3 separate regions of the Mus musculus genome follow, and regions 1 and 2 are each linked to region 3. Evidence: chromatin contacts called from public Hi-C data. All regions are on one chromosome and are shown on one strand. Each heading gives the region's core, a stretch centred on a gene start, on an enhancer-like site or on the middle of the called end of the contact. The rest is flanking DNA. Distances are from core to core; before and after follow the strand shown.

Region 1 (3,568 bases), core at 24-2,523, 310 kb before region 3:
CCCGCGCCGTCTCTCAGCATGTTAGATTAATCCCTGCAGTGGAAACTAGATTGATTCTGACAGAGTAGCTGGAAGTCTAGTCAGCTGCCTGCTTGCTTCCTCCTTGCTGCCGTTGTGTAATGGGCAAAGGTGTGCTCTGGGGACCACTGAGGCATTTGGTTTTGCCCCTGGCAGAGGACTTGGATCTGATTCCCAGCAGCAGCAGCCGCAGCAGCAGCAGCAAAAGCGGCAATCCCTTTCCTCTGCCGAGTCATTGCCAGCTAAGGAAACAACTGTCCTCAAGTGCTGCGTGGGATCAGACACCAGAGAGAAAGAAATCCCGTTAGCTCATTTAATTAATTGTTTTACTTAAAACCCAAGCTGGGAAGAAGGAAAAGAAATCTCAGTCTGTGAAGTCCTTCATTGCAAATGCGGGGACCAGTATCGGGTCCCCAGCTCCCATGTAGTCAGACATGGTGGCACAAGCTTAGGGTCCCAGTGCTGAAGGGGTAGAAATGTGATCTTTCAAGCTCAGTTGTCAGGCTGCCCTATGCCAAGAACATCACACCGAAGTCTATCTCCTGGCCTCTGCAAACATGGACACTCCGCCCTCACACAGGCATATACCAGCACACGCAAATGTGCACGTATACACAATACATATAAGTAAAAAATAAGGCCCAGGGGCAGTTGGGACCAGATCACACCTTTAATCCCAGCAATGGAGAGACAGAGGCCGGTATTCTCTGCGATTTTGAGGCTAGCCTTGTCTACATAGGGTATTCCAAGACAGAGTTACATGGTGAGACCCTGTGTTTAAAAGAAAAGAAAGGAAGGAAAAGAAAGAAGAAATTAAAAGGAAGCCCCAAATCAGTATAAAATCCGAGAATTTATGTTTCAGTTTCCTTATCTAGCTCTCCAAAGAAAAGGGTCCCACTGTCGTCGTCCCCCCCCCCTCAGTCTTTGGAAAATACACAGATAATAAAAACATCAACTTGGGACCAGACAAATAGCTCATCAGTTAAAGGCACACACTACTGGAAAAGGACCTGACTGTTCCCTGCACCTGTGTCCGGCAGCTCACAGCAATGCTCACTCTGGCTCCCAGTGATCTGAAACCCACTTGTGCACTCCCCGGCATCAGCACTCAGCCATGTACATGCGCACACATACACACATCATTCAAAATAACCTTTAAAACAAAACTTGTTCCACATAGTTTATGATGTCACCAGGGATTCTTGATGAGGTTGTCAGCCTGTGTGTACCGTTCTGTTACTAAGCCCTGCTTTTTTCGGGGGTGTTGTGCAATATGTCAACACTTCCCGTTTCTTTCCTGTAAACTGCAGCTTTTCTGGTGATTAGTATTCATCGTCTTTTCCTGGTTATGGGATTGTCAGCTGCAGTCTTGAGGGAGTTCCCTGCCTGCTTTGGAAACAATCTGAAGAGCTGAATGTGTTACTTGGAAATTAAGAAATTTGGAAGCATTCATGGGAACCCAAACGGTAAAACAATCAAGAGATGGTTATGATCTTGAAAATCAGATAATGATAGGATAACAGAAGGAATAATCTCAGCCTTTCTAAAAGCTTCCTGAAACGTTTAATGGACACGTGTGTCCCTGCCCCATGCTTTTCAAAGGATGGATGTTCTTGTTCTATCTCAGGAGCTGGGCAAGTTGTGATGCTTCAGTTCCATCCCTCAGAGAACCCTGACTAATGCACATGGCCACTGCAGATGCTTCAGATGTGGCTTTGTAACTTAGTGCCTTGAATTACCCAGGGTTAACGAACTCTATCTTCTAAATCCCTTCTACAGCCATGGTGCCGACACACATCAGTGACACCTTGTCGTGGTAGAAGATGGGCTAGGCAAAGGCAAAAGTACTGTTTTCAGGGCAAGGAGTATGCAGTAAGCAGCTTTCTGCCCGGGGCCAGATGGGTTGGGACAGTCGGGAGACTGCTGATATAATGAAGAACAAGGGGCCTGTTAAAGGGTGGAAGAAAAGTTTCTCAGGGAGTGACTTCAAACTGAACCAGAAGAGAGCAAGACAAATAGAACGCAGAGAGTCCAGCAAGTGCAGAGGACGGAATGAAGCACATGTAAAGACCCGGGGGCATGTGGTGTCTGAGCAGCAGTACGAAGGCAGATGGAGCTGGGATATAGAGAGAGGTAGAACTAAGCCCTGATTGTAAGGAAACCAAGCTCTGCTAAAAAGTCAATTACAGGGAGGAAACAGTGAAGAATTGGCTTTATTTATAATTTTTCAGAATTAACCTAGTTCTCTATTATTTCTCCTTTAATTTTGGGTACTGGGGATAGAACCCCAGGCCAGACTGTGGTAGGCTCTTTCAGCCCTGGTTGCCTTTCCTTTATAGAGTGTAATAGAATTTCATTGCATAGCTCAGGCTGCTCCTTCAAATACATGATCCTCCTGTCTCAGCCTCCTGAGTGCTGGGAATACAGTCCTAAATGTGTAAAACCTTGAACGAAAGCTTGTGTGCCCAATCTGAGCCTTCAATGCCCTTGTCACATCCCCAGCACCACACAATGCAGAGACATCTCTTCACCCCCACTCTCAGCTCCTTGTGCCTTAGACTATCCCCAAGAACTTCCCTGGGCCCCACGTTCCTCTGTGGACAAAGGAGACATCCTGGTGAAAAAGGAGAATGTATAATGAAAGCTCTTGATCGGTGAGTAGAAGTTGGCTTTGCAGAATAAATTGAAGAGTCAGAGAAAGTCAGCTACTGGAGGTGAGATGCAGTCTACCGTTCAGTAGCAGCAGCGCTCCTGATGCACACCCTTCCTCTCCGCTTCCACCCCCCAGGTCCTCCTGGCCCCCAGAGTAAGCAGCTACAGATCATACAGGGATTGCATGGTAGCGACCTGAGATAAAGGGAAGTAAGAATAGCTTGTGGTCTTCAAAGACCGGTAATCAAATAAGGTGGAAACATGCAGAGATGGGAATTGCATGCATGAAGGTGATAATTTGTTCAAAATAATATAGCAACCAGAAGCAAAGTCTTTAATGCCTAAGTGAATATGGAAGCATTTGGCCAATTCCTGCCCACCATTAAAAGCTTATGCAAAGCCCATAAATCAGAAATATGCTCTTTAGACTTGCAGTTTCCTTTCTGGGAGCTTTGCATTTTTCGACTTGTGACTACTCCCTGAAAACAACCAAGGGCAAGTGCTGGTGGCATGCCAGTCTGGTTCCCCCCACCCCCCCACCCCAGAAGTCGGGTTGGTGATTCTGGAAGTGAGAGTCTTTTGCCATGGTAAATACTATGTCTGGGCCCACAGACAAGCATTCCATACATGGATTTCATTTGCTGTGCACCATTGCCTAGCAGTTCTGTGTACTGTTGGTGATGCAGCAGGCAACTAAGGGTCAGGGCATGGCAAAGGATAAGAAGCCTGTCCTAGAAGTGTGAGTGAAGCAGAGGTGTGGAAGAAACGGCAGGAGAGGAGCTGGGTCCAGGGAAGGGGGGGGGGGGAAGGAAGGCCTCTGAATGAGGGGTTCATGGGAGAAGTTATGCTAAGGCACAGGCAGCCACAGGAGCTGACAGCAGAAGACCTCATCTCTAGC
Region 2 (4,080 bases), core at 127-2,626, 430 kb before region 3:
ATCCCCTGCACTGTTGCAATGGGAGGCTTGAAAGCCAAGGAGAGGCCCAGCCTTTCATACTTGCATTGCTCTCACCCTGCACTGAGACACAGCCAGACTGAAATCAGACTTAACCATTAGAAATTGTATATTGCTGTAGATGATAGTTTATAGATTCAAGGAGAAATGTTAAATTACCTGATAGATAAGCTTCCTTGGTTTTTTAGTTATTCTAGTCTAAGTAGGTTCACCTTAGAACAATAGGAAGAGGCAAAACAGCATTTCCTTGTCTTTTAGGTCATAATAGAAATAGTTCTTCTGGTTAAGACCTCTTGACTTGTAAGGCTGTGGCTGAGATCGAAGGGAGACAAGGAATATGGTCCCATAAGTACTCCCCAGACTGGGCTTCCTGTGCTAATACTCAGAAAGAATAGGCTTTCTTGCAGTTCAGCACCAGTCCTTTCCCCTTCCACGTTTCTGCTTCCCCAGTAGACAGAGCACAAACGTGTGTCCCTAGGCCACGACCTCCTGCCCTTGTGTGCACAGTCATACATAGTTCATCCCATGCCCTGGTGCAGACACTGACATCTCTTACTCCATGCCTCTCCGTGGATACACTCTGACATCTTTTCCCCCGTGCCCCATATTCCCTATGTACACTCAGGTATCTTTCACACTCTGACCTCTCTATCCCACACCTCTCATGCACACAATCTCATCGTTTATTTGTTTAGTTTTTTGTTTGTTTTTGAGTTAGGTTTTTTTTTTTTAGTTTAGTTTATTTGTTTAGTTTTCATTTTGTTTTTGAGTTGGGGTTTTCTTATGTAGCTCAGACTGACCTGGGGCTCACTCTATAGCCTTCTGCTTTAGTGCACCGAGTGCTGGGATTGCAGGTGGGTTCCAGACGAACATGAGACTTCTTTCTCCGTGTCCTCGGTGCCTTATTCGAAGATTCCAATGCAAGGTGGTTCCTCACCACCACTGCTGAGTTATGGAGACAAAAGAAGCTTATCTAAGTATGTGTAAGTTTGAGGTCTTTCATAGTTAGAACTTTGAATGCTCAGAACATTCAATTTGATGCAGTATAGATGAAGGGAAGGAAGCATAAGGTTCATGTGTGCTGAGAGTATAATGGAAAAAGCTAGGGAGTTGTGCTGGCTAATCTCACGTCAACTGGACACACACACCGGAGTATCTGAAAGGAGGGGACCTCAGATGAGAAAATGCCTCCGAGGTAGACTGGCTGTAAGGCATTTTCTTAATGAATGATCAATTGGGGAGGGCCCGGCCTATTGTAGATGGTGCTATTCCTAGAATGGTGGTCCTGGCTTTTATAAGAAAGCAGGCTGAGTAATCCAGTGAACAGCACTGTTCTATGGCCTCTGCATTAGCTTCCAGGTTCCTGCCCTGTCCTGACTTCCTTTAATAATAAATAGCAATGTGGCAATGTAAGCCAAATAAACCCTTCCCTTCACAACTTAGTTTTTGGTCTGGTGTATCGTTGCAGCAATAGAAACCCTGACTATGATAGAGTCCATCTTAAAACAATAATGCTCTAAAGGAAATTATGCTAAAGAGATAGGAAAAGACTAGATATGAAAAGAGTGGAATAATTTTATTTCCTTTTCAGGAATTATACCAGTTATTTTTCTCCTTATTATGACTATGCCTCATAAGAAGCAACTTAAGGGAGGAAGGGCTCTTTTGGCTCATGGTTTAATAAGAAGGGATATGGTTTACCATGGCAAGGAAGGCATGGCAGCAAAAATGTGAGGCAGGAGCCTGGCACGTGTGTCTGCAGTCAGGAGACAAAGAGCAGACAGGAAGCGAGGCCAGGCTACTAATACTAAGGCCAAGGCCTGCCCTCAGTGACCCACTTCCCCAAGGCTCTGTCTCCAAACAGCTCCACTAACTGGGGACCAAGTATTCACACAGTGTGAGCCTATGGGCGACATTTCACATTCACACTGCAACAGAGACATAGTCTTTAATCTTATTTGAGGAAATATATGTTCTACAATAGAAGTGGAAGCATTGGAGGACTAGCTCATTTTGGTATCCTTGAGGAACTGAGAACAAGGAAGGAGAGGAGGGACTTTAGTCTTTGATAGAAATGTGTGTGCTGAGTGACGCCTAGAAGTATCTGCTGAAACTAAGCTGGAAGTCAGTATGGTTGTTCAAAGGTCTCCTTAGTCATGTAGTTAGAATATTTCACTTGATAAGCAGTACCTGGCTTATCATTTTAAAAGACTTAGAAGAATTTTTGAAATCACTGATTGATGAGTCTGACTTGTGTGCAGCATGTTTTGTGTGAATAACTTGTGGGTTAAAAGGTATCTCTTAAAATACCTGCATCACAAATTCATCACAAGGAATTGGAAAACAGTGGTAACAGCTTAAGTTCTCTGGGTAAACGCTGAGTTATGCTTGAGTAAGCCCTCTTGATAGGTGCCCGAGAATTTCTGCAGTTTAGGCTGCACTTACAGGATGGGAGGAAGGAGAAGAAGAGGGAAGGTATTGGTCCTCTGCTCCCAGCTGCTCCTTCCTCTTCAAGGTTCCCGCCATATGTGGTGGATGTTTGTCTCAGTTCTTTTGAGATGCTCTAACAGACTCCCATCAGTATACTCATGCACAGCAGACGTGTGCTGCACAGCTTTGGAGGCTGGGAAGTTAAGATTAGGACAGCAGCATGTCAGTGTCCAGTGAGAGTCCACTTTGGTCAGTCTCTGTTCATAAGGTAGAAGGGCCAATCAGGCTCCTTAAGAGCTCTGGGTTCCTTTTTTAAGGACATAAATCTGAGCATGTGTCAGTGTTCTGCCGTTACCACAGCACCTTCTAGAGGTGTAGGGTATAATATCAGCACACACCTGCAAAAGTCACAAACATCCAGAATTTGACAACAGCAATTCCTTGTCATCCTGTGATGTCCACCTTAGTTATCCTTGTTAGTTGGGCTTCCTTGTCTCATATAAATAAGGGTGGTGATACTAACATGGCAGTGTTTTGTGGTACCTTCTATTTCTAAGTGGCCTTATGAATATAAGCATATAACTTATATCATAAAACCTCACCTTTAGCATATAACCTCACCTCAGAGTTCAGCAGACAGAAGAGCAAACTTTCTGGTACAGATGAGAAGCCCAAGATTGACAGTTACCTTGGTTTCCCAGGGTAACACTCCTAGTGATACATGCAGAGGTTGTAGTCTCTTGTCCTCTTATGTGACATGTCAGTGTTGATTGATGTTACTTCATTCCATTCCTTTAACTTTCATATCATAAGCCTGATTTTGTTGGCTAGCTTTTGGCCACTCCTTCAAACCCATTTTTTTTTTTTTTTTTGTAATGTGAATTGGTGTGAATGTGTTAGATCTCCTGAACTGGAGTTACAGACAGTTGTGAGCTGCCATGTGGGTGCTGGGAGCTGAACTCAGGTCCTCTGGAAGGTCCGCTGGAAGGAAGCCAGTGTTCTTAACCACTGGGCCGTGTCTCCAGCCCCTCAAACCCACGTCTGGTGCATCTCTCCAGACCCATCAGTTCTTGGTATTCTTACTTAGTCTCTTGTATTTCACACTGTGCACATTTCCTGAAGATGGTGCCTTGCTCATAACTAACATTTGTATCTTTATGCTGCTGAGTCCCCCATCCTTGTTTCGGGAAATATTTAAAAAGAACAGCAAGTTCCTGTGGTACGCCTAGCTACTCTCAGCCCCTTCAGTCTCCTCGGCCAGTTCTTATCTTGTGGAGCCTCTCTGACTCAAAGTTCCAAAATCTCTCCACCCAGCTCGCTAAATTCCTACTGGCAAGTTGCTACCACGCCAGCCCCATGCTTTAAACACCCCATGGCCTTTGTGGTGCACATCAGGAAAACCCACGCTTTGCCGCAGTACCTCTTGAACTCAGATGAGCCGTCATGTGAAGGAAAACACAACACAAACTTGTTCAGAAACAACGGTAACTCAATCTCTGGGTGCACAACGCACAACTAGAATCCTAATCTTGTAAGCTACATTTTATCTAAATCCTCTGGTGGGGAATCTTGATGGATTTGCCCTTGAAATGGGGAGACACTTGTAGCTACATCTCATCTGCACACTATCCT
Region 3 (3,998 bases), core at 19-2,518:
AGCCAACCACTGAGCTGTCCCAGTGAGTTTGCTGGTGGAAGGACTGGAGGGGTGGAGAGGGATTGCAACCCCATAGGAAGAAGAGTGTTGGCTGGCTGGACCACCCAGTAATCCCAGGGACTAGACCACCAGCCAAGGAGTGTACAGGGAGGGATCCATGACTCCAGATACATATGTAACAGAGGATGGCCTTGTCTGACATCAATGGGCGGGGAGGCCCTTGGGCCTGTGGAAGTTTGATGTTCCAGCATAGGGGAATGCTGGAGTGGTCGGGCAAGAGTAGGTGAGGAGCACCCTCATAGAGGCAAAGGAGAGGCAGGAGAGGGTGGATGTGGGAGGGGCATTTGTGGAGGGGTAGCTGGGAAGTGGGATATCATTTGAAATGCAGACAAATAGAATAATTAATAAAAATAAAAAGACTTGAGTATTCACAGAAATGACCCTGGAAAATCCATGGATCCCAATGGATTAACAAGGTAGGTGCTTCACAGGGTCAAGAACTAATTATTGATGCCTTTATAATGTCGTTCTATTGTGAAGGTGAGAAAGCTTCTCCATCTTGTCCCAGCTGAAGCCATCTTTGGCTCCCTCACCCCCTGCTATTAGAAGTCCCGTGGGAAAGCACCCAACCTTGTTTTAGAAACTCGGGGTTGAAATGCCCTAGCTAACGGCATGCTCTTGACTCTTGGTAAACTGCTTGTTAAACTTGCTTCCCTGCTGGCAAACCAGGATATAGTTTTTCTGTGTTCTTTAATTTTGAAAGCTCCCTGCAATGCGCTTTCAGGGCTGCCTTTTGGGAAGCGTTTCTCTTCAGGCCGTCCCCAGCCTGCTCAATACAGACTCCCAATTCAAATTTTGGTCATGCCGGGTGAGTGGTCCTTGGGTCTTTACCAGGTAACACTATTACTAAAATACCATTGAACAGCGACTGTACCAGTAATAGCTGTGTTAGTAGCAGTGCTTGTCACATGATGAGAATTGGGTAAGCCAGGGGCTATGGCTGGTGAGACTAAGTGGTAAACTCTACATTCCGTTGCTAACATCCCTTCATTCTCGGTGGCTGAACAGTTACTTAAGCTTTGATGCGAATCGTGTTGTTATGGGGAGCGTGTCTTCTCAACAAACAGCGACTTGAGGACCCTTCCATTTTGTGAACGTCGTTAACTAAGGAGCTGTTGAAGTCATCGTGGAAGGGGAAGAGAGAGTGTGGCAATAGGTCAGAGGCTGTGACAGCACCCATCGGTCAGCATCCTACTGAACTAACTGCAAGGGAGATCCAGAGATGTGGTCTCGCGTGCTTGGGGAAAAGAGGAAACAGGCTTGGGGAGCGTCTAGAAGCTTCTGCCATTGTGCAAGCAGTAGAGGGAGATTGTACGCTTGGAAGTCTAACTGGAAGTCATAGACTGGAGGGGCGTGCTGGCAAACAGGGTGGAAATCAGGGGAGGTAGTTAGCCGGTACCAGCCAAAGCTAATCTCAGGTCAGCAGTGCAGTGTTTGTGCTCTTAGCTCTCTCATCCTTGGGGGTTGCGCTGCTTACACTGAGAAGGCATCTGAGAATCTGACAATTGGTAAAGGGCTAGAGGCAGACATTTATAAGAAAGGAAATAACTTGAGAGAAAACGTGTGGATAGTGCGGACCACCGCAGTTAAGAACTCTTTTTTCCCCCCGCGTAGCCCTATTTGTCTCCCCCTGGTGGCCATTATAAGCAACCATAGTTCCCTTCCCGGAGCTTAGCTGCTTGAGCAAGATCAAGTTATTCATCTCCTCAGTCACCCGAGCATCCTTGATGTCAGACTCCCAGCAGTTGACAGTTCTAACAGCAGCTCTTGGTGATGGTTTCTGAGGAGCAACAGTGATGTAAAAACCCAGCATAGAAACTCAGGAGACTCATTTGACTGCCTTCTGTCCATCTAGAGCAGTGGTTCTCACCCTTCCTAGTGCTGTGACCGTCAATTCAGCTCCTCATGTTGTGCTGATCCCAACCACAACATTATTTGTGTCGCTACTTTGTAGCTGTAATTTTCTACTGTTATGACTTGTAATGTGCAGGATATCTGGTGTGCGACCCCTGTGAAAGGGATGTTCGGTCCCCACAGGGCTTGCCACCCATAGGTTGAGAACTACTGATCTAAATTTTTCAGAATTCAGAACTTTTCCTTCAGTGACGCTGACAGATGCCCTTCACCTTTCTGTGTGATTTTTTTGGGGGGGGGGGAACAAATCATCTAAGGATGGAGACGTTTGCACTTTCTAGGTGCCTTTGTTGACGCCCCACAACCTTAATCACCTCATCATATGGGTGTGCACTAAAACAGGGAGGCCAAGTTTTCAGATGAGGAAACTGAGGTCCAGAGAGCCTATGTGACTTGTTGAAGGTGCCATTGCTCTTAACGTGTCAGAGCTTGTGCTAGTGCGATGGCCACAAGACGCTTTCTTTCTTCACACGGTGTTGTACCAATCATAACCACAGCTGTGAGGGAGGTGTTTTAAGGTCCTCTCAGCCATTCTGGCCCAGATGGCCTATGGTGTTCACACTAGTGATCTCTGGTGTGGTGGAGAAAGCACACATCGAGCGACTGCATCTTTTAAGTACTTAGATTTTTGATATGTCACTCTTGCCTTGCCAGATCTTCTTCTTTTATTTTTGCACAATGTGTTTAATCATCATGTACCACTGTGGGCATTTTCTAGGCTAAATTTAGATGACTGAAGTCCCCGCCCAGAACCCTCACCATCCTTTAAATAACCTAGATTATTTTGAAAAGTTCCAGCCAGGCTCCTGGCTTTGGGGGAACAAATAAAAAAAGATATGGGCTGTGTCCTTGATTGGGAGAAAGCCGACCTGTAGGGCAGTTGGGAAAAGCGCTGGATCGGGGGTGGGGTGGGGGTGGGGCTAGTGGGGTAGAGTGGAGTTGGGTGGGCGGGAGCGGAGCCGAGCGGGGCGCTGAAAACCTTGTTGAGACATCAAGACCAGTCCTGATGTAGAGAAAAGAGGAAAAGTTTCCGTGGTGAATTCAGTTGCCCCATTAGGGTTCTTGTAGCCATAGGTCAAAGGTCCTGCATCCTTAGAGTGTCCTCACTGAGGAGCAAATAAAGAAGCAGCATGCCTGCTCTTGTGTCACCTCCACATGTGGAATCAGTGACACATCTCATTTGCCAGAACCATCGCCTTCTCTCCTTGCTGCAGGAGACCTTTGATATTTTCTCACTTTCTATCGCCAGTTCCCGTCTGTCTCCTCACCCGTTACCAGCGACCTGAAATGCAGAAGCTGTCCTAGTTAGAAACCACCCCAGAGCCCACAGCTTTTCCACATCAGCCTTTGAGTCACTGGACAAGTGAAACCCCAGGAAGGCCACAGGGGTCACCTGGGCTTCCCCCGAACCCACGTGTTGTCCTGTGTTCTATGGTAGGGTGGCTTCTGCTTGCCTCTGCCCTCTGTTGCCTCTCTGTGATGTGCTCCCATCCTTTCCTTAATGGATGTCCCGTTAGCCTAAGACCATGCTCAAATATCTACTCTAAGAAACTGTCCCTGCTTCTCCCGGAACTCCTTATCCCTAAGCATTATTTTGCCCCCATAGAGCACCAAAGTTTCCTGTGGTAGCACAGGCTCTGTGGGTTAGCCATCTCTGTCTTCTATCTGTGAAACTTGAAGGTAGCTACCATGTCTCACCTTCCACATAGACTGAACTGTTGGGATCTGGTAGGTGCTTTGAAGTAAGCATTGTATGAATTATTAAGGTTATGGTTAGTTTATATAGTGAATTTGCCTGTGCACATGGATCTCATGTCCACTATGTTGCTGGTACTGGGAATCCACTGGATAAAAGGATCCTCGGCTCTCCCGAGGGTTGAGATTGGCGTCGATTCTCACAGCCAGCCATCCTGTACTCTTGCATAGCATCGTTGCAGGGAAGGCCGTTCTTGCATAATATTAGCAATGGCAGCAAACAGTGTCAGTTAGAATTAGGTTTGGTGCTAAATGATGAGAAATACAAG

What was found. A called contact is a pair of places that touch in the nucleus more often than the background predicts.
Region 1: a Hi-C map of bone marrow-derived macrophages shows a contact between it and region 3, with 27 read pairs. The contact joins two enhancer-like sites. A contact is called at or near these places in 1 of 484 Hi-C or Micro-C datasets (bone marrow-derived macrophages) and 1 of 115 datasets of contacts at active chromatin or transcription factors (microglia).
Region 2: a Hi-C map of bone marrow-derived macrophages shows a contact between it and region 3, with 23 read pairs. The contact joins two enhancer-like sites. A contact is called at or near these places in 1 of 484 Hi-C or Micro-C datasets (bone marrow-derived macrophages) and 1 of 115 datasets of contacts at active chromatin or transcription factors (microglia).

Annotation. Positions count from the first base shown.
Region 1 is chr15:59,551,393-59,554,960 of GRCm38.p6, forward strand. All of the region lies in intron 4 of Nsmce2 (NSE2/MMS21 homolog, SMC5-SMC6 complex SUMO ligase), which reads left to right. Among named protein-coding and RNA genes, the nearest start is that of Gm36677, 65 kb to the right of the region's middle. Within about 2 kb of position 1,274, at least 28 of the 459 cell types and tissues checked have an H3K27ac peak or open chromatin away from gene starts, as enhancers often do. A contact at or near this core is called in bone marrow-derived macrophages, where this site is marked.
Region 2 is chr15:59,437,720-59,441,799 of GRCm38.p6, forward strand. The region is part of intron 3 of Nsmce2 (NSE2/MMS21 homolog, SMC5-SMC6 complex SUMO ligase); the gene reads left to right. Among named protein-coding and RNA genes, the nearest start is that of Nsmce2, 66 kb to the left of the region's middle. Within about 2 kb of position 1,377, at least 21 of the 459 cell types and tissues checked have an H3K27ac peak or open chromatin away from gene starts, as enhancers often do. A contact at or near this core is called in bone marrow-derived macrophages and microglia, where this site is marked.
Region 3 is chr15:59,863,598-59,867,595 of GRCm38.p6, forward strand. No RefSeq gene overlaps it. Among named protein-coding and RNA genes, the nearest start is that of Gm36819, 42 kb to the left of the region's middle. Within about 2 kb of position 1,269, at least 47 of the 459 cell types and tissues checked have an H3K27ac peak or open chromatin away from gene starts, as enhancers often do. A contact at or near this core is called in bone marrow-derived macrophages and microglia, where this site is marked.